Linked DNA regions of Mus musculus: all the other regions are linked to region 2. The links are chromatin contacts, called in public ChIA-PET and Hi-C maps. All regions are on one chromosome and are shown on one strand. Each heading gives the region's core, a stretch centred on a gene start, on an enhancer-like site or on the middle of the called end of the contact. The rest is flanking DNA. Distances are from core to core; before and after follow the strand shown.

The links. Hi-C and Micro-C count contacts between places; a contact is called where the count stands out from the background. ChIA-PET counts read pairs in DNA pulled down with a chosen protein or histone mark.
Region 1: an RNA polymerase II ChIA-PET map of memory CD8 T cells shows a contact between it and region 2, with 17 read pairs. The contact joins two enhancer-like sites. A contact is called at or near these places in 1 of 484 Hi-C or Micro-C datasets (CD8 T cells), 4 of 115 datasets of contacts at active chromatin or transcription factors (embryonic stem cells, large pre-B cells and memory CD8 T cells) and 1 of 9 other capture datasets (embryonic stem cells).
Region 3: a Hi-C map of CD8 T cells shows a contact between it and region 2, with 2.7 times the contacts expected there. The contact joins the promoter of Tmem251 here to the enhancer-like site in region 2. A contact is called at or near these places in 4 of 484 Hi-C or Micro-C datasets (CD8 T cells, embryonic stem cells, regulatory T cells and 1 more), 4 of 115 datasets of contacts at active chromatin or transcription factors (CD8 T cells, effector CD8 T cells, embryonic stem cells and 1 more) and 3 of 9 other capture datasets (adipose tissue, liver and pancreatic islet).
Region 4: a Hi-C map of bone marrow-derived macrophages shows a contact between it and region 2, with 28 read pairs. The contact joins two enhancer-like sites. A contact is called at or near these places in 1 of 15 datasets of contacts at CTCF or cohesin (large pre-B cells), 25 of 484 Hi-C or Micro-C datasets (the AML12 cell line, B cells, the HPC-5 cell line and 17 more), 7 of 115 datasets of contacts at active chromatin or transcription factors (the HPC-7 cell line, acute myeloid leukemia, bone marrow-derived dendritic cells and 3 more) and 1 of 9 other capture datasets (pancreatic islet).

Annotation. Positions count from the first base shown.
Region 1 is chr12:101,894,615-101,899,683 of GRCm38.p6, reverse strand. It overlaps Trip11 (thyroid hormone receptor interactor 11), which reads left to right. Exons shown (of 21, transcript NM_028446.1): 4 at 581-859; 5 at 3,968-4,033. Among named protein-coding and RNA genes, the nearest start is that of Gm20036, 16 kb to the left of the region's middle. Within about 2 kb of position 2,378, at least 29 of the 459 cell types and tissues checked have an H3K27ac peak or open chromatin away from gene starts, as enhancers often do. A contact at or near this core is called in CD8 T cells and memory CD8 T cells, where this site is marked.
Region 2 is chr12:102,366,610-102,371,215 of GRCm38.p6, reverse strand. It overlaps Rin3 (Ras and Rab interactor 3), which reads right to left. Exons shown (of 10, transcript NM_177620.4): 6 at 1,368-2,852. Among named protein-coding and RNA genes, the nearest start is that of Lgmn, 71 kb to the left of the region's middle. Within about 2 kb of position 3,020, at least 101 of the 459 cell types and tissues checked have an H3K27ac peak or open chromatin away from gene starts, as enhancers often do. A contact at or near this core is called in B cells, CD8 T cells, the HPC-5 cell line and 10 more, where this site is marked.
Region 3 is chr12:102,741,294-102,746,297 of GRCm38.p6, reverse strand. It overlaps Tmem251 (transmembrane protein 251), which reads right to left and starts at 2,538. Exons shown (of 2, transcript NM_177140.4): 1 at 2,132-2,538; 2 at 892-1,698. The coding sequence starts at 2,211. The coding sequence ends at 1,287. Gm20604 (predicted gene 20604) reads left to right here. Exons shown (of 2, transcript NM_001142939.1): 2 at 2,904-5,004. The coding sequence ends at 2,926. Moap1 (modulator of apoptosis 1) reads left to right here and starts at 2,637. Exons shown (of 2, transcript NM_001142937.2): 1 at 2,637-2,755; 2 at 2,904-5,004. The coding sequence starts at 3,010. The coding sequence ends at 4,068.
Region 4 is chr12:101,992,502-101,997,616 of GRCm38.p6, reverse strand. Cpsf2 (cleavage and polyadenylation specific factor 2) reads right to left here. Exons shown (of 15, transcript NM_016856.3): 9 at 698-798; 10 at 162-362. Among named protein-coding and RNA genes, the nearest start is that of Cpsf2, 19 kb to the right of the region's middle. Within about 2 kb of position 2,581, at least 56 of the 459 cell types and tissues checked have an H3K27ac peak or open chromatin away from gene starts, as enhancers often do. A contact at or near this core is called in B cells, the HPC-5 cell line, the HPC-7 cell line and 5 more, where this site is marked.

The DNA.
Region 1 (5,069 bases), core at 1,129-3,628, 470 kb after region 2:
TCCTAACTTCATGCTATTTGGTACATTATCTACACTTTATGGGCATTATATTTGTTTTTCAAATAACAGTCTTACAATTCAGGTAATATGGAAGATCTGAGTTCACTTAGTTGAGTACTATTATTAGGTCTTCATTATGCCTTTAAAAAAAGATATATTTATTTATTTAATGTATGTGAGTACACTGCCGCTGTACAGATGTTTGTGAGCCTTCATGTGGTTGTTGGAAATTGAATTTTAGGACCTCTGCCCACTTTGGTCGGCCCTGCTCACCTTGGTCAACTCTACTCGCTCAGTCCCTGCTCACTCTGGCCCAAAGATTTATTTACTATTATACATAAGTACACTGTAACTGACTTCAGATGCACCAGAAGAAGGCGTCAGATCTCATTACGGGTGGTTGTGAGCGACCATGTGGTTGCTGGGATTTGAACTCAGAACTTTCGGAAGAGCAGTTAGTGCTCTTATCCGCTGAGCCATCTCGCCAGCCCATCCTTATGCCTTTTAACATTAGGATCTATAAAAAGGTCAATAAGCATTTTAAAATACTTCCTCTAAGACATGGATTATACATCTATAGGAAGAAATCAACCACCTTAAAGCAAGGCAGCTCGCACTACAGGATGAACTGCTCAGACTGCAGTCAGCTGCTCAGTCAGCCCACTTAGGATCTGGCAGCGCACCAGCAGCCAGTGCATCATCTTCATTCAGCTATGGGGTCAGTCATCGTGTGTCAGCCTTCCATGAAGACGACATGGACTTTGGTGATGTGATCTCATCACAACAAGAAATAAACAGATTATCAAATGAAGTTTCAAGACTTGAGTCTGAACTTGGACATTGGAGACATATTGCTCAGGTTGGTAAAATTTGGATGAATCTGTGAAAACTATGAGTTAGTAAAAATGCTGGTACTATTGTGGGAGAGCGTCTGTACTAGAAATAATTCTTTTTTTTTTTAAATAATTCTTGATTAGACAAATAGAGAAGCTATATTTGTTTTCTAATACAACATTCAACTTTTTAAGTGATTTTAGTCAAGTCCCCTTTCTCTTTCATCCTTAGTTTTCTCTTCTGCATGATGTGTGGAAAAAATTTCAGGTAGATAGATAGATAGATAGATAGATAGATAGATAGATAAAATTTAGAGAGATTGATAGATCAGTTGATCTACTTAAAAAAAAAGTTTTGAACCCAGACATGTATTTATGGAAGTTTTCAGTAGACAATAGACATTTGGATTTAACTTCCTTGATATGGGAGGAAATATAGCATGCAAATATATTTAATATATTAGAAAATCTAGAATATTTACATCTTCTTGTGAATGTGTATTTTTTATCAAGTTCTAAAAAGGAAAAATCATCTCAATTAAAACTGTTTGCTTACTTTGTGTTGGACTTCCGTGATACTTAAAACCTTAGCTAGGGTTGTCTGTCCATCTTTTCTTTCTGAAGCCAGTGTTTTTAAACTTTATACATAAAGAATCACCTGAAGCATTGATAATGGCATGGATTTCCTGTGTGTTTGTAGACTTCAATTTAGTATCAATTTTAGGGTCTTAGGAACTTCAAAGAGGTACCAAGCTGTTGTGATAATCTGAGAATCATATCTTAATTTTTAAACTTTTATTTGTTGCTTTATGTATGTGGAATAAGGAGGGGTTACATGCGCGCGCGCACACACACACACACACACACACACACACACACACACACGTTAACTTCAGAGAACAGCTAGTGGGACAGCCCAGGGAATGACTTTAGTTCAGCTGACTTGGCAGCAAGCATTTTAGGGAGGCTGAAGCTGTAGAATTGGGAATTTAAGTTTATAGTAAGATCTCGTCTTTAAAGAAAAACAAAACAAAACAAAAACAAGCAAATAAAAGGAACATTGGTTAGGTTAATATTTAATAGAGACAAAGAGGCTCTGCTTTAAAAAATGTGTTTGGCATATCTTTAATGTTTAGTATATGTCAGATAAATACTGAAATATAAAGGTGGAAAGGACGTGATTGGAACCTTCAGCAAGGCTTATTTTTTCCTTAAGACAAAAATTTATTGTTTGTATTATACTTTATAAAATGTTTCCACATAATCACCCCAACATATATTATTATGCTTATCATGTAAAACATTTGCTATCATTGTATTATAGGTGAAAATTCTAAGTTATTACTAGAAATGCTATTCCCATTGTCAGAGGGATTAATTTTCAGACAGACACACACACGCACACGCACACACACACACACACACACACACACACACACACACACGTTGAGCGTTGGTAGGAGGGCCACTGCAAGCAAGGCGAGTGCTCTGATGCTAGGTCTCATCTTGAGACTCACCCATTTCCTGTGCTGCTCCCCACCCCCATTTCTGTTGTTGAGGCCAGCGTGAACTTGCGGCTTCCTTTCTTAGCCCCTTGCCTAGCTGTAGGTGTTGGTGTGCACTGCTGCCCCTGCTCAGATAGTCATCTTCTGACTGGAGATTGGAGTCTTGCTATTACATGTTCTTCTTTTCAATCTTAGAACAGCTTTGGTTCAGAAACAGGTCATAAAATAAATGTTAATTAAAGATAAATGAGTGCAACAGTGGAGAGGGATGATGGATAAATGTTGATCAAATACAAAATTACCTATACATGGGAGACATGAGTTCTGGTGTTGTCTACTAGGATGACTGTGGAGCATTTTACTAATGTATATTTCAAAATATCTATAAGAGAGGATTTTGGATGCTGTCACTGCAATAAGCATTTGTGATGATTCTAACTACCCTGCTTTGAACATTACATAGTATGTACATGAATTGAAATATCACAGTGTACCTTACAAATATGTAAAATTACTAGGCATCAATTAAAAATTTAAAGGCAATGAACAGTATACAAATTTAGAAAATTTAATTTTGAATGTGTGTAGGTAGGCAGGCTGTGTGTGTGTGTGTGTGTGTGTGTGTGTGTGTGTGTGTGTGTTTGTACATGTGAGTACATAGAAGTCCGGAAAGTTCGGATCCCTGAAGCTTGAGTCTACAGGTTGTTGTGGGCTGCCTGACAGGGATGCTGAGAACTGGATGAAAGCCTGGGAAGAACATATTCTTACCCGCTAGGCCATCTCTCCAGCCCTGACAATATATAACTTTGAAAGGAATCTAAAAGTTGTTTTGGTCAAACCAAAGATTATTCTGTAGAGATCTTATGGACAAAATTACTTTGTCTTTACTTTGTTTTGAGACAGGGTCTCTCTGATGTCTCTCAGGCTGATGTCATACTTCCTGTGTAGTCAAGGATGATCTTGAACTTGGGATCCTCCTGTCCCTAAGTGCTAACGTTACAGGTTTTAAGCGCTGGGCTCATAATCAAGGATACCTAAATGCTACACAGGCGCCCTACTACTAATGGAGCTACATCCTTAGCCATGTATAAAATCATATGGATTTAGTTATTGTTTTTTTTTTTTTTTGAAACAGAGTGTCACTATATAGCTCCCTGTTCTGGGATTTACTATGAAGATCAGGCTGACCTCGAACTCACAGATATACACCTGCCTCTGCCTCTGTCTTCCAAGTTCTGGGATTAAAGACATGCGCCACTATGCCTGGCATAAAATCATTTTAAAAAGGTGTTTAGTGGCATTAGTACTGGGGAACTTTCTATCATCTTAGAAAGCTACTTAATTATCTTCATATTTGTATTTTGGTTAACTAGTGAAATATTCTATTTTTCCATCTTAATTTTATTTTTTAGATCTACTATTAGCCTTAATTATATAGAGAGTTCTTGACTGATATCTTTTATTTACTATGTAATAATAAAGACTTTGAAGAGTGTATGGAGTTCTTAATCAGACTATGTCTCGGAAATGCTCCTGTTTTACAAATAACAAACTTTTAATAAAGTTTGTGATTTTGTTTTTTAAAAAGAAGAAAATCAGTATAATTATTTTTTAATCCTCTTTTTCTAGACTAAGGTACAGGGAGCACAAAGCTCTGATCAAACTGAAATCTGCAAACTACAAAATATTATTAAGGTAAATCAAATTGTTGATTGTTATATCTGCTATGCATCTAATACTGTAGATTATAAGATATATATACCAAATTAGGACTCCTAGTTATAAATGATTGTATAGATGATAATACTCAACTGTTCTATTTTTCAACTGTTTTATTCTTTACAAATAAAATACATCCAAGAACATTTGCCTTAAAATGTTTTCTCAGTAATCCTAGGTCTGTGTGTTTTTCTGTCTCTCATGTTCCCAGTTTGATGACATTTTAAAGGTTTGAGCTTAAAGAATATTGACTAGAATGCTAACTTTTACTGTAAGTAATTATTTTACCTTAGTGATAGAATTTTGCTGGTTTTGTTGTTGTTGTTGTCAAATTTCTTTTATTTTCTTGGTTATATATATTTATCATGGCAAGAATTGTTTTAAATTATAGTCAGGTATAGAACTTTTAGTTTTGGTGTAAAGCTATGTTACAAGTGTAGATCAGGACCTGGAGAGATGTTTATTAGCATATGTAGAGGACAATTGAGCAAGAGAATAGTAGGAGAAGGAAAACCTGTATAGATCGAGTCTGTAAGAGTCAGGTGGTGTCTCACCGTTTAGATGGCAGAACCTAACAATACAGGTAGCACTCTAACACCAGGTCCCTGCTGGAAACCTGCACTGTATTCCAAAGAATAAGAACACGACTAGCTGTGCTCATTAACAGATGTTCGCAGTGACCTCACTGCTTTCAAGATCTAAGATTAGCTGGAAAGCTGGATGTGACTTTATGCACATGTAATCTAAGCCATAGGGAGGCTGTGGCAGGAGGATCATCACAACCTCAAGGCAAGCCTGGGCTATGTATTGAGTTCCTGACCAACCAGAGCTATGTAACAAGAAAGTCCTGACTCAAAACAACAAAACAAAGGCAGGTTCTTGGCTCAAGTATTGAGGGAATATGTCCTAAAGAAAAGAAGATACTCTTGGCTGCAGGTATAAGGGATTATTTTACCCATGTTTTGTTCCATTGTATTCTTGATGTTTCTCCACTAAAAATAGAACAACTTTT
Region 2 (4,606 bases), core at 1,771-4,270:
TCAGGGTTTGTGATGCTGTGACCTACCTCTCCCCAGGCCACCAAACCTCACTTCCTGCCTACTTTACACTTATGTCATCTTCCTTTATGGCTTCCTGGCTTTCTTACAGATTACCTGTCATTTGTCAGAATAAGAGCTTCCTGAGGGCAGGAGGGCCATATGATTAGCTGGCTTGCTGCCATGGTTTTTTTGTTTCTCAGTACAACAGGTGGAGGCATAGTGCTCTGACAGCACTATAGATATATATTTATATAACTCATTTCCTCCACAGAGAAGCTCTGTAGAGCAAATGCTTGGGTCTCTGGGACATGGTAGCTGTTAGTGGATAAAGTCAGGTGGCTTTCGAATGCAACACCCAGAGCATCCTGCCCAGGTGAGCCCTCTATCCCTGGTGAGGTACACACATAGGTATAGCCTCCTGAAGAGGCAACTGCCAGCCTTAAACCTCAACACATCACTCACCACCTTACTACTGGACCCTAATACGGTGGCCTGTCAACTATATCGGTTCTCAGGATCCATCCATCCATCCATCCATCCATCCATCCATCCATCCATCCATCCTGCCTGCCTGCCTGCCTGCCTGCCACCCACCCATCCATCCACCCACCCACCCAATCATCCATCCATCCAAGATCATTTCCCTCAGGGAAGGCAATACTTAACATTCTTTTTTCCTAGGACCTCTCATTATGAGACATTATCTTGTAGTGACTCAAAGCATCCTTTTTGAGTCCAGAACTGATGCTCTTAATTACTGGGAAGAGGAGAAGGAGGAGGAGGAGAGGAGGAAAGGTTCAGGACCACAAGGAGGCAGTGCCTGGAAGGACAGCAATGTTTATAAGGTAGTTCCAAAATCTCTCAATACGTTTTTTTTTTTTGTTTTGTTTTGTTGTTTTGCTTTGCTAGACAGGGTAGCCCAGGCTGACCTCTCAACTCCCTGTGTAGTTGAGAATGGCCTTGATCCTCCTGCCTCTACTTTTCAAGTGCTGGGACTACAGGTAGGTACTATGATGCCCAGCGACAGCACTGTGGTCTGCCTGAGTCTTTCCATTGTTTATGCAGATGTGTAGGTGGCTGCAGGGAAAAATAACACCTGTCATCACCGAGATTTGAGGCCGGTGGGGGAGGGGAGGGCTGGTGGGCTGTTTGCCAGTAGTCAGGAATGTTGGCTGCCTTGAATCGGCTCTCTAAGAAGTGGTTCCTGAGAGAGGGATTTGGGCCCAGGAGATTTGTGGGAAAGTCAGGGAGGAAGAAGAAAGAGGACATAAGGCAAAGGGGCCCCAGAGGCTGTTCTGTGTCCAGGGGCGCCTGAGTGTATTTATGCACCGCTCTCCCGCCCGCCCGCCCTCCCAGCTGCCACTGACCGAGTTCCTCCTCCGAGTGCAGGGTGGGTTCCACCAAGGCTTTGAGTTCAGTGCTCTGTAGCAGGTAGCTCTTGAGCTGGGTCATCATGGTACGGATCTCCTGCAGCATCTCAGTGCTGGATGTCTGGCGGGCCATCATCTCCAGGCTGTACACCTTGTAGTCCTGCACCAGGCTGCCGAAGTAGGAGCTCTTGTCCTGTGCCAGCTCCACCACCTTCTTATACAGTTTGCGGTCGCTGGAGAGGAAGGCATGGAAGACGCTGGCGAAGCTGACGAAGCTGAGGCGGTGGCGGGCCTTGTCCAGGATCATTGAGGGTTTCTTCTTCACGTTGGGGCTGCTGAACTCCAGCTCCTCCTCTGCACTGCTGGTTGAGTAGGAGTCCTGGTCAGCGGCCGAGGCAGGCACCCCCAGGCTGTCTGAGAGTGAGGCCTGGGAACCCTTGAACTCTGGAGAGCTTTGGGGACAGCTGCTGGACTGAACTTGGAGGTGCTGCATGCCAGCTTGCCGGACAGGACTCAAGCCTTCCCAAGATGCACCAGTCGCCTGTTTCTCAGAGGATGCCTCCTGTATGGGGCTCTCCAAGGGACTGAGAAGGGTTGAGGCCAGCTGCCGGGAGACCCGCTTCTTCCTTGGGGGTGGTACTGGGGGTTGTTTGGCCTTCCCAGGAGGCACTGGTATGCTGTCAGCATGGCTGGCTTTGGCCTCTGTGTCCTGGCTTTGCTCCGTGGTCCTTGGAGGCCTGTCCCCAAGGCTACTTACGGTGCTCTGGGGAGGAAGGTTGAGTGATGCTGTCCTAGAAATGCCTGAGTGGTCCCTGTCTGTTGAAGTCCCCACATTCTGGCTTTCCAGAGATACCCTCTCAGAAATGCGCCTCCTGGGAGGGGCTGCTGGAAGAGCCTTCTTCAGGGGTAATGGAGGGGGAGGGGCTTGGTGCAAGGGATTGGGAGTTGTCCCAGGTTTCATCTCTTCTTCTCCAAAGGGGCCCAGGCCTACAGCTGGGCGAGGGAGACTCTCGCAGGCTGTCATGGGTGGTTGGTTTGAGTGGCCAGGGGGGCCCGGTGCATGGGGTGCAAGGTGAGAGGTGGGCGTTAGGGGGGAGTTGGGCAAAGGGCCAGCAGGCGGTACAGGAGGCGCAAGAGGCCGTGCAGGGCCAGTAGGAGGAACAGTGGGTAACGGGGGTGGAGGTGGGGGGCGACGTGGGGATCCCTTGGAGGTGGGTGAGGTAGCATCCGGGGTGGCAGGCGTAGGGCGTGGAGGGTAGCTGCCAGTAGGCAGTGGAGGTGGATCAGCCGGTAGGATGCAGTCCTCGATGAAAATAGGATTCACAAACCACAGGCGGTCATTTCCCACGGAGAGCTCGATTTCACAGGAACAATTTGCGTAATGGGTTGTAGGCCGGAGGCTGGAGGATGCAGGGGTCCCAGGGGCTGGGCTTCTGAGTGGCTCTGCAGAGCCTCTTGAGTTCAGCGAGGAGTCCCAGAAACCTGAGGAAAACAGAGCAGAGTCGGTTAGCCCTGTTTCTCCTTCTAGCAGCGGGGGAAGGGTCCTTGCTTTTGCGTAAGGTTGTTTTCCCTTCTTGGACTCTTAAACTTCTCCCACCACTTCCTGCCTGGAGGGGAAGTCCCCTGTGCACTTGCTAGCTGAGGGTGGAGTAGACCTGGGAGGGGACAAGAGAGGCCCGGCTTCAGTTCTGTGCCCTTGCCTTGGAGAATACCTGTGATAGAGATTTCAGCGTTGGGGTTTCTGCAGCTATTCAGCTAGATAACCCAGGAAGACTGTATCTTAGGTCTTGGTTTTGCTGTCTCCCCAATGGGTGTCTCAACAGTAACATGGAACCCTACAATAAAAGGTGAGGGACTAGAATTTACTATGGCCATTGCAGCTGCCACACACAGGAAAAGGGAACCAGAGAGCTCTGGGTGGTAGAACTGGACCTGTATCTTCGCACTGCAAGCTGCTGTGACCCGGGAGGGTCTTGACACTGAGGAGCTAGGCTAGTGGACACGTGAGGGAGGACACAGCTCCCACCTTTAAGCAAGCCCTGTCCTGCTGGGTATCTATCAACTAGTCCTCCTAGCCTTGTCTGTGATGGAAGCCATGAGGCAAGGCCTGACTTGAGAGATCTTGGCCTCTGGGTACCATATCCCAGCAAACTCAGGGATGCTCATGGCCTCTCAAAAGATACTGGGCTATATGACTTCTGGAGGAAAGGCCACTCTGAGCTCATGAGAGTGGCTCCATATGGAGAGAAACATTGGTCTCATGTCCTGCTCAGTGTCACCATTTTAAGGGATGGAAGGACATGAGCCAGGCTGGATGGATTCCTGGAAGAATAGCAGACACACTCTTTTGTCCATGGTTCCTCAGTAAGACCCCTATGCAAAGGAGTGCCAAGTGTGACACCAGGAGGGAACAGTCAGGGTTCGTGCCGTAGACCAGCCATGGGCTGCAGTTTTACTGCCACTGTCTTGATGACCTCTGGTCATAGGTCTTGTCCCCACTTTACAGACGAAAGCAAGTGACTCAGGGAAAAAATGTATTCATCTGAGGTCACAGGGTGCTGGGGTTGAACAGGTCAGAGTAGCCCCTCACTGCACCACAGGCTTTTTTGGAGGAACTTGCCCCACTTCCTGCTTCAGTTGCTTTGCCTGCCAGCATGTGGCTGGTGGCTCTGACCCCATGTTGTAAGAACACAGCAAGCCCTTTTGTTTTTTTTTTTCATTGTAGTACTAAGGATTGAACCCAGGGTCCCCCACATGCCAGGCAAATGCTCTACCATGGAAATATCTCCCCCTTTTAAAAAAAAAACTTTTTTTTTTTTTTCAAAATTTGAGGCAGGGTCTCACTAAGTTGCCCAGGCTGTCCTTGAACATTTGATCTTCCTGCCTCGGCTTCCAGAGCTGCTGGGATGACAGATCTGTACCATCAGGCATGGCCACCACAGGTTCTTAATGGTGAACTGAAAGATGCTGCAGGATGGCAGGGACATGCAGAGCCAAGTGTGAGCCAGTTCTAATGATGGCATGCTTAGTGACACTGGCCGTGGCCACCTTGGTGGCCTGAGGTTGTTTGCCCATCAATGTGAGCAGGGTACAAACCCAGGCTAGAAAGCAAGCTGTGCCCTATTCAACTGTGAGCGCCTCTTATGGAAGGGAGCATGCTATTCACCATGGAAATCTTCTCTAGACAGATTCTGCTGCACCTGACAGCCAGTCCAGGAGACCCAGCTGTTACCACA
Region 3 (5,004 bases), core at 1,289-3,788, 380 kb before region 2:
GAGGTTGCTGAGAAACTTTAGGACTAGGGTTATACAACACAGTAGTTAAGAGTTGGCTTGTATGTTCGAGGATGTCAGTTTGATCTTTAGCACCACAAAAAGCTCCCAGATGGTACAATTTGGGAAAAAAAAAAACCTTCACTAAAACTCATTTTCATTTTTGGTATGAGTCAGTATACACAGGTAAATAGTTGATGTTTGTACACAGCATGGGATGTTGTGTCAGTGGTGAGGAACTGCATCAGGCTAAAGTGCTGCTCTCATTCATAAGGTTGTTGTTGTAGCTCTAAAGCAATGACTCAAAAGCCATGGTTATTAAAATGGTGTGAAATGTGTTAGTACTACTACCACTGGATACCCTGATTTCACCCAGGAAAGGAACAATATCTCTTCAGTGATCTGTGCTGGTACACCTGGTGTCTGTGTTATTTCTAGACTTCAACCATTTCATCTGTTCAGTTCCTACATAGTTTTTCAAAGAACTATAGATTAGTGGTTTAGATAGCCATTACCCAAAAAGAAAAGAACAAATTCTGTGTATCTAAATAGCCATCATCATGGCTGGAAATGTAATTCAGTGGTAAAAGTACAAAAAGCAATGGGTTGGTGGTGGCACAAACCTTTAATCCCAGCTGTTGGGGAGGCAGGGGCAGGCAAGAATTTGAAGCCAGCCTGATCTACAGGGCAAGTTCCAGGACAGCCAGGGCACACTGAGTAACTGTCTTGAAAAGCACAAAGGCTTAGATTCTATCCCCAGCACTCTCCCCTACCTACCCACCTCCCCCGAAAAAAACAGAAAGGTGATAGCCATCTCATTAATTTTCTACCAATTCCATGTAAACTGAAAGCAGGATTAGTGTCTTAGTCTGAAAATTTTTAAAGCAAGCAAAGTAATTGTATAAAATTTAAATTTTATGATCATGGTCAGACCTTTTTACATTTAACACAATGGAAATATTTTCCCCAATGGAAAAATTTCTGAATCATACTATGTTGCACATAGAATAGAAATAAAAAAATTCAGGCGCTTATTCAAGTTTCTAAAGACTGCAGGTTACAAGCCACTATTTTACTTCCAAACTCTGAAGTCATCAACATGATTGTGTAGTACTATATTTCAGGCTTTACCTAAAAAGTCATTATTCAGATAAAGTAGTCAGTCCTCTTGTCACTTTTTAAGTCTCGTTCCACCACAACTTCCTGAGACCTGTGAAGAAACTGCAGTCTTGTGGTCAGCCACTATACAGTGCTGGCAGTCTTACAATAAGGGAAACCGGTGATGGGTGTTATGTGTCAATCAGTTGTAGTCTGCTGATCTGATTAGAAGCCTTGACAAATGCCTGATGACGATTGCAGATAACTGCCAAGCATATGGGGATAATACAGTAGCCCACTGTTTTGGGATCCGCTCTCGTACAAGAATAAAGGAACAAAAACATCTGTAAGTACGGAATCAAGAAAATAATTGTCCACAACCAAAAGGGCAGGGAAAGTAACCGAGCTTTCAAGGAGTGTGTCCATGTGGTTCCTTCCCGAGGCTCCTCAGGGTGCTGCAGAATGTGTTCCAAAGCCAACCTGTTGTAAGTCTCATTGATTTCAAAAACATAATAAAACGCTGCTGCACTTGCTAGCAAATACAGTCCCACTCCAATCCATCCCATCCGCTGACGGAAGTTCATCATTCTCCATGCTCTGTGCCTTCAATGCAAACACAGAAAAATTATTGTTAAGGTCTAATAATGTTGCCATGGCAACTATTCCAAGTGCACATGATTTAAATTCAAGAGTTCTGAAAAGCACGAGCATTTTAAGATTTAACAGCTGTAAACAGCTTACAGGTGGTTTTATATAACAGTTGTAAGCACATAAAAATACTGGTTTCAGTGTCTACTGAGTGCTGTTATTTATGTGAACCCCAGAGTGAATGAATCATCACTTCTTGCTTGAGTAGACCCAGTACACCTTCGTTTCAGATAATGAAACATCTAGTTTCCCCACAGGACGTTGCTCTTGACAGTTGAAATGCTTTCTGGCTTAACACTATTTCAGACGTGGGCACTGGGTTGAGTTCTACTCGTTAAACCAACGTCGGAGTCCCCAAGTTAAGACGGTAACTCTTTCAAACACTTACAGTGGTCCCGAAAATCTTCCTGTTCCCCCTGCAAGCGAGCAAGAGTCACTCAGTTCTGAACAGTCAGGTGCCTTTGGCATTTCAGAACAAGCCACCTTAAGAGAAACCCTCTGGGTCGCGCAGCTGAAGAAGGTGAGCGCGGCGGCGGGAGCACGAGCTAGTAGTGATTAAGCTCAGCGTGACTACGGCTGGTCACGCGGCGGCGGCGGGCCCCGTCGCCCTCCGGAGCCCCAGGCGGGGGGAACCACCTGGAGATGCCGGGCCCGCCCCCCACTGCACCCGCCGCCGAGCTGAGCTGGGCAGTGGCGCCAGGCTTGGCCTGCAGAGGCCCGAGCTCGGCTCCCGGCCGGACGCCGGGCCAGCCTGACAGCCAAGCCGAGCAGCCCCGGGTCTCACCTTCCTGTCCTGAGTGGCCCGCCCGCTCGCAGTCCCGGATACCGCCGCATTCAGAGCTTCCGTCTAGGGCCGGAAACGCGCGCCGGCCTCTCATGACGTCAGGCTGTCAGCTTCGCGCCGCCTCCAGAGGCGGTTGTCTGTTCCCTGAGGCGTTTGCTGCGGTCGTTCTTCTGCCCTCGGCCGGGAGGCGGGCGCGGGGAGCCCGGGTCTCTCCTAAACCCCGCAAAGGTCAGACGTCCTCTCCGGGACCCAAGCGATGTATCTACGGGCAGGTGATCCTGATGGCGTTCGTTTCTAAGCGCCTGTGGCGGGTGGGCGGAGGAACTGCTCGGGAGTCAGACACGGTTAACTTAACGTGGATGCTCTGTTTTCTCAGGCTCCCGGACCTCTGCGTGTTAAAGAGACGAGCACGCACATCACTGTAAGCGGCGGCGGCGGCGGCGGCGCCCTGGTCGAATTAGAATTTAAATACTCTGAGCACCATGACACTGAGACTTCTAGAAGACTGGTGCAGAGGGATGGATATGAATCCTCGGAAAGCACTATTGGTTGCCGGCATCCCTCCGACCTGCGGAGTGGCAGACATAGAGGAGGCCCTGCAGGCTGGCCTTGCTCCCTTAGGGGAACACAGACTGCTTGGGAGGATGTTCAGGAGGGATGAGAACAAGAATGTAGCCCTGATTGGGCTTACAGTAGAGACTGGCAGTGCCCTGGTCCCCAAGGAAATACCTGCAAAAGGAGGTGTCTGGAGAGTGATCTTTAAGCCTCCTGATACTGATAGTGACTTTTTGTGCAGATTAAATGAGTTTTTAAAGGGGGAGGGCATGACGATGGGTGAATTAACCAGAGTTCTTGGGAATCGGAATGACCCTCTCGGCCTAGACCCGGGCATAATGATCCCTGAAATTCGAGCACCCATGTTAGCACAGGCATTAAATGAGGCCCTTAAGCCTACCCTGCAGTATCTGAGGTACAAAAAGCTGAGTGTGTTCTCAGGCAGGGATCCTCCAGGACCAGGTGAGGAAGAATTTGAATCTTGGATGTTTCATACTTCCCAAGTAATGAAAACATGGCAGGTGTCAGATGTAGAGAAAAGAAGGCGGTTGATAGAGAGCCTTAGAGGTCCAGCATTTGAAATTATTCGAGTCCTCAAGATAAACAACCCCTTCATTACAGTTGCAGAATGCCTGAAGACGCTTGAGACAATATTTGGGATTATTGATAATCCTAGAGCATTGCAGGTCAAATACCTTACTACTTATCAGAAGACTGATGAAAAGCTGTCTGCCTATGTTCTAAGGTTGGAGCCTTTATTGCAGAAACTGGTTCAGAAAGGAGCAATTGAGAAAGAAGTTGTGAATCAGGCCCGTCTAGACCAAGTCATTGCTGGGGCAGTCCACAAATCAGTTCGAAGAGAGCTTGGGCTGCCGGAGGGTAGCCCAGCCCCAGGCTTACTGCAGTTGCTGACACTGATAAAAGATAAGGAGGCCGAAGAAGAAGAGGTCCTCCTTCAGGCCGAATTAGAAGGCTATTGCACTTGACCCAAGACCCAAGGCTGTCATGAGCAGAACAAGATGGAAGAGCTCATTGCAGAGATCAGCCCATCCACTCTTTATGCTGCCAAAGTAACTCGCCCTTTGTCGTGTTGTTTACTGAATGTCTCCCCAATGTTTTACTGATAAAAATGATGTCATTCTACACTGATAATTATTTAAATCAAAAGACCATTCTGCTAGTACAGTGTCCCAGCAAGTCAAAAGTTTATATGCATGTTTAATAGTCATATGTGATGGTGCTATCAGTTATCAATAGTTTTCAGGTGTTGCCCACATTTATGCTGAAGACCCTGAGCCAAGGCTGGTTAAGATATTTAGTTTCTTTTATTAAAATCAGTTATCGATTCTGTGCAATCAAAAAGCACAACTGAATGCTGTGGTCAGTTCTACAACTAGTTTTAGGTTTGTGACTATCTGATATGTTGCCAAAACGTCTGCTTCTAAATATCATTTTCTTGGAGTAATAAAGAAATGATAATAAAATATTTGATCTTTGTATACATTGTAATACTACATTTGAAGGAAAATAATTTTTTGGCTTTGTTTTTAAGACAGTTTCTCTGTGCAGCTTTAGCTGTGCTGGAACCCACTCTATAGACCCAGGGTAGTCTCAAACTCAGAAATGTGCCTCCTGAGTGCTGGAATTAAAGGCCTGCACAACTACACTAGGCTGAACAAAAGTTTTTATAGTGTGAATCTGAAAGCCACTGAAATTACAGACTTAGTTCTTTGAACTCTTGGCACCTAGGGGATAGGAACTTGCTTGTTTGACAGGAACCAGACTATAAACAGATTGTGGCGAGTAGTAGGCCCATCAATATTGAATTTTGAGGGAGAAAGGGAAGATGAAGGTTTGTGTTTTTCCAACCCTGGTGCTACACACCTATAACCCCAGTGCTTAACAAGTAAAGCCAAAGTCAG
Region 4 (5,115 bases), core at 1,332-3,831, 370 kb after region 2:
CTTTACTACGAATGCTCAGAGTGGCCCTCAGCATTTCTACTTTTGAGCTTCAAATCAGAAGCCTTCTGTTCTTTTCACGCCAAGGCACTTTGGCAGCCAAGCTCACGGTGACCACAGAGATCAAAGTCATGGAGCCCAGACAGTTTGTGTTGCTCACGTACTTGATGATCTCGCCATACTCGTCCCATTTAATTCTTTCCTCTGGGGCAGGAAACATGGGGTAGGACTTCTTGGCCTGTTTGAAGAAGCTCCCTTTGCGGCTGCCTTCCCCCTTCATCATCAGGTCGTGCTTTGTCTTGTGAGCCGATGGCTGGTCCACGTCTTCCTCCACGTCACTCTCGTCACTGGAGTCGATGTCTGCCCTGTGAGGGTTTGGCAACAGGTCATCATGTCCCTGAGACACTTTGACTTCATATTTGTAAAACTATGAATAAGTTACTCTCCAACATTGACCCCAACCATATTAACAGTTGATCAATATTTTGTAAAAACACATTAATTTGCCTAATAAGTTGGTATTATTAGCACTGAAAAGATTTTATTGTTGCAATTTAAAAAGTTTAATAAAAGTCATAGAGCCCTAAGGAAATTTAAGTTATTTCCGTTGAGTGCTAAGTCCTACAAGCGCATTCTTTTTACAGTCTATGCAGACTTAACCTGAGTAGCTCAGAAGTTGCTCTTGAGAAAAGCGACTCACTCTTTCGACTGCTCCAGTTTCTTAGCAGCTTCTTTCTTGAGTTTTTCTTTTTCCACATATTCCTCAAGTTCTTTCCCTTCAAGCTTCACACGTTTCCTCAGCTAAGGAAATATAGACAAAAGCAAAGGCAGTGTCAGGAAAGCTGGGCAGCGGGCATGAGATGCGTCATCAAGTGAATTCTTCTCTGAAATTAGTCAGGTTTCCATGACACAACATTATAGCTCACTTAGACTACAGGTACTAAGAGTGAGCTGTGGGAGCTGACGGATTTATGTCAAACTTGTTACGTTACGCCAGTCAACTGGGGAAAGGAGGAGAGGGAAGGAGAAAAGTCACAGAAAGCCCCAAAGTCATAAGGAAAAAAATGGATAGAGAATACATGGAAAACACATAGAGAAAATAAAAGTCTTAAAATCTCACAGAACTGAAAGAAAAGATGAAAATACGGCTGTACTATGGCCGTCAGAAGCCATGCATTCCTAAGAACTCTCCATATCAAGAAAAAGATGCCACATCAAAAAGGACAAACTATGCAGAGGACACTTAAACAGTAAGGAACACGGACGGCTTATAGCCACAGACACATCACTTAATTTATTAGTGGTTGTTGACACAGGTAACACATAGAAGCTATCACAATTTGCTTAATCTGCAAGACTGGAAATGCCAACTGCTACCTGGGCAAAGGGTACTGTACTGGCTAGTTTTGTGTCAACTTGACACAGCTGGAGTTATCACAGAAAAAGGAGCTTCAGTTGAGGAAATGCCTCCATGAGATCCAACTGTAAGGCATTTTCTCAATTAGTGATCAAAGGGGAAAGGCCCCTTGTGGGTGGGACCATCTCTGGGCTGGTAGTCTTGGTTCTATAAGAGAGCAGGCTGAGCAAGCCAGGGGAAGCAAGCCAGTAAGGAACATCCCTCCGTGGCCTCTGCATCAGTTCCTGCTTCCTGACCTGTTTGAGTTCCAGTCCTGACTTCCTTGGTGATAAACAGCAGTATGGAATTGTAAGCTGAATAAACCCTTTCCTCCCCAACTTGCTTCTTGGTCATGATGTTTGTGCAGGAAGAGAAACCCTGACTAAGACAGGTACATTACAGTGTTTCCAGCAGATATTATTAGCAAACTGTCAGAAGATAATTTGCTAACAAAAATTAAACTGTGCTTGTCTTATGACATAGATCTTCCTATTTCTAGAATTCAATCTACTAAAAGAGATGTTTTTAAAAAGTATATAGTAGTAACATTTAAAATAATAAGAACTGGGCAAATTCATCAACATGCAACAACTGAATTAGCAGTTTTTATCATCAGAGTACCTTGAAAACTAGAGAATCCTTGGGGCTGGCGAGATGGCTCAGTGAGGAAAACACTTCACTGCCATGAAGGCCCCGTAACCTAAGCTCCAACCCTAGAACCCACTGTGCAAGGAGAGAACCAACTCCAGAAAGCTGTCCTTGGACTTCCATGAGTGCACCATGTGTATATACACGTGTATATACATAACGATTTAAAAACATAAAGAGACCAAGGGGCTCAGAGGTTGAGGACTGACTGCTCTTCCAGATGATCTGGCTACAATTCTTGGAATACACATAGCAGTACACAACTGTCTGGAGGCATACCCTCTTCAGGCCTCCATGGGCACGAGACATGCACGTGGTGCAGACATATAAGCAGGCAAAGCATCCACATATATAAAAGAATAAGAAAACAGTTAATGCAAACAGAGCCTAGATTTTAATTTGTGTGTGTGTGTGTGTGTGTGTGTGTATATGTTGGGAGATCATGAACTAGAAAGGGGATCATGGGAAAGGCAGAAGAGATATGAAGGGAGAAGTAGAGACAGTAATGGGATAAGCTTGGTAAGAGCAGAAAGAGGAACTATTTTGAGGAAGGAAGGGAGCGAGTGTGGGCAGGGGGGAGAGCAAAGCACAGCAGCTCATGTGTAGATGAAAATGCTATAATGAAACTCACCACTTTGCATGCTAACCTAAAAATTATTAGCAATTTTTCAATGTCAATTCACAAGGAATCAATGCAACATGTACTCCTGGGCACTCTTGGACAAAACTGGAACACGTGACTTAAAAGGACACTGTTGTACCAACCGGCTAGAGTTGGCAGGGTCAGAGTTTATCTCCTTTTTTCTGTGGCTCCTGTTTCCACATCATACACTGTAGTACTATCCAAGGTAAGGCAAGGCTAGAATAACTGCTATTTCTTTCAAAATGTGTGTGTAATGCTCTGCTTGTGTGATAAAGATGTGATACAGCAAATCCAGCTAAAACCCTGACAATTGGGTAGTTGAAACATTCACGCTATTTTTTTGCAACTTTTGGTTAAATTTGAAACTATTTCAAAATAAAAATTAAAAATTAATTCCAAATTAAGTGACAAATGCTCACAAATGTGGCATCTCACATTTGGCTAGTAGCTTACTTGAAACATGATTTAAAATTATAAAATGTTAGCAACTCACATAGATACCTTGCCCACAAATTTTAAATAAGTATTTAATTCCTTGATTTAACTTGTACCTCTTGTTTAAAAAAAAAAAAAAAAAAAAAGTTTGTCTTGGCCTCCTGGTTGGTTCAAACCTGTAATCTCAGAACTCAGGAGTCTTAGGGGGAAGAATTTAGAGTTTCTGGCCAGGATGAACTAACTATGTAACAAGACCCCATCTACATACATACATACATACATACATACATACATACGTCTGTTTTATATTCCAGTTCAGATATCTGAAATAACTGCTGTATTAATAAAGCTTCCAGAAAATCGGCCCTAAGATATATTGCTTCTACACTTGCACTATATCATTCCAAATTATGCTTTTTTCCTAATCTAGCCTAATTCCTTAATCCTAAACTTCCAGTCTGTTAATTGTTTTAACATTACTATTTTAAGATTACTGGGTTTCTTCTTCTAAATGATCAAGGCTTAGGTTTCTCAGACACTGTGTGTTCATGAAAAGTCAGACTCCATAGTAAACGCTGGTGTGTCAGTGACCTGGCCTGGTAGGAACTCAGCCTTTGTCATTGTGATGGTAACCAGCAGATTAGGATATTAGGCACTAGTCTGGCCACTCAGAATATGAAAAAATTTCCTCTTCTTCTGGAACTTTATTCAATTTGGTGGCAAAAGACAACAATAAAGAATACTTGGTAATAAAAACTAACAAAAATAATACAAAGTTGTACCAACTAGATAGTTGTAGCTGAGGCCCTTTAAACAGACTGAGAGGACAAGGAGCCAGCCAGGGTAAATCATGCGATTCTCCTACAGGCAGAACTGCTAAGGATAAGCAGTGCACTGAACAGTGTGTGTGGAATGTGCGTGGGTCAGAAGATTGGTTGCTTGCTGAGCGCAGTGGTATATACCCTTCTATCCCAGTACTTGGGAAGAGGAGGCAGGCAGATCTCTTTGAGTTCAAGGCCAGCCTGGTCTACAAAAACAGCTAGGATATACAGTGAGACCCTATTCAATACAACAAAACAAAACAATAAAAACCAGACCCTGTGTGACCACAGTGAATATGGGTTGCCCCCCTCCCCCAAAGCATAAGGAAATGACAAAGCACCTCTGTAGCAAAGAAACAGCACAGCCACCAGAGTAGAGACCAGAAGCAGCCTCCAGGTAAGAGAAAACATCTGACAACAGGCTGATACTCAGAACACACAAGGAACTCTCAAAACAGTAAGAAATCCACATGAGATGGTCTAGAAATGTGCAACAGGGGCTGGTGAGATGGCTCAGTGGGTAAGAGCACCCGACTGCTCTTCCGAAGGTCCAGAGTTCAAATCCCAGCAACCACATGGTGGCTCATAACCATCCGTAACAAGATCTGGCGCCCTCTTCTGGAGTGTCTGAAGACAGCTACAGTGTACTTACATATAATAATAAATAAATCTTTAAAAAAAAAAAAAAAAAATGTGCAACAGATTTAAACAGACGTTTCTCAAAAGAAGACAAATGGCCGACAGGTATGTGAGAAACTGTTCCGTGTCCCTAGCAGGGACATGCAGCTCAGACCATAAGAAGGGATTGCCTCACTCAGTAAGAACAATGATAATCAAAATGAAAAAAAAAGGGATAAGTGCTACAGGAAGTCACTGAAGAGCAGGGAGCCGGAGGGTCAGGACGGGGAATGGTGATAGCGACGACCTGGGGGCAGGCCCCATGGGAATGCTGTGTGTGAGAAGTCAGTTACCACAGCTACTGGGCAGTGTACACACTTCTGGAACAAGAGTGTGGTCTCACATGAGTCCATGGAAGCGCTGCTTTTCCTATGAAGAAGCTGGCAAGCTGGGGGCAAGAACAAGAGTACACACTGCTCTGGTGTGATCACAGTAGAGGGCAGGACATGGCGGTGGGAGAGAAGGAAGGAGGGTGTGAGCAGAGACAGAACCAGAGC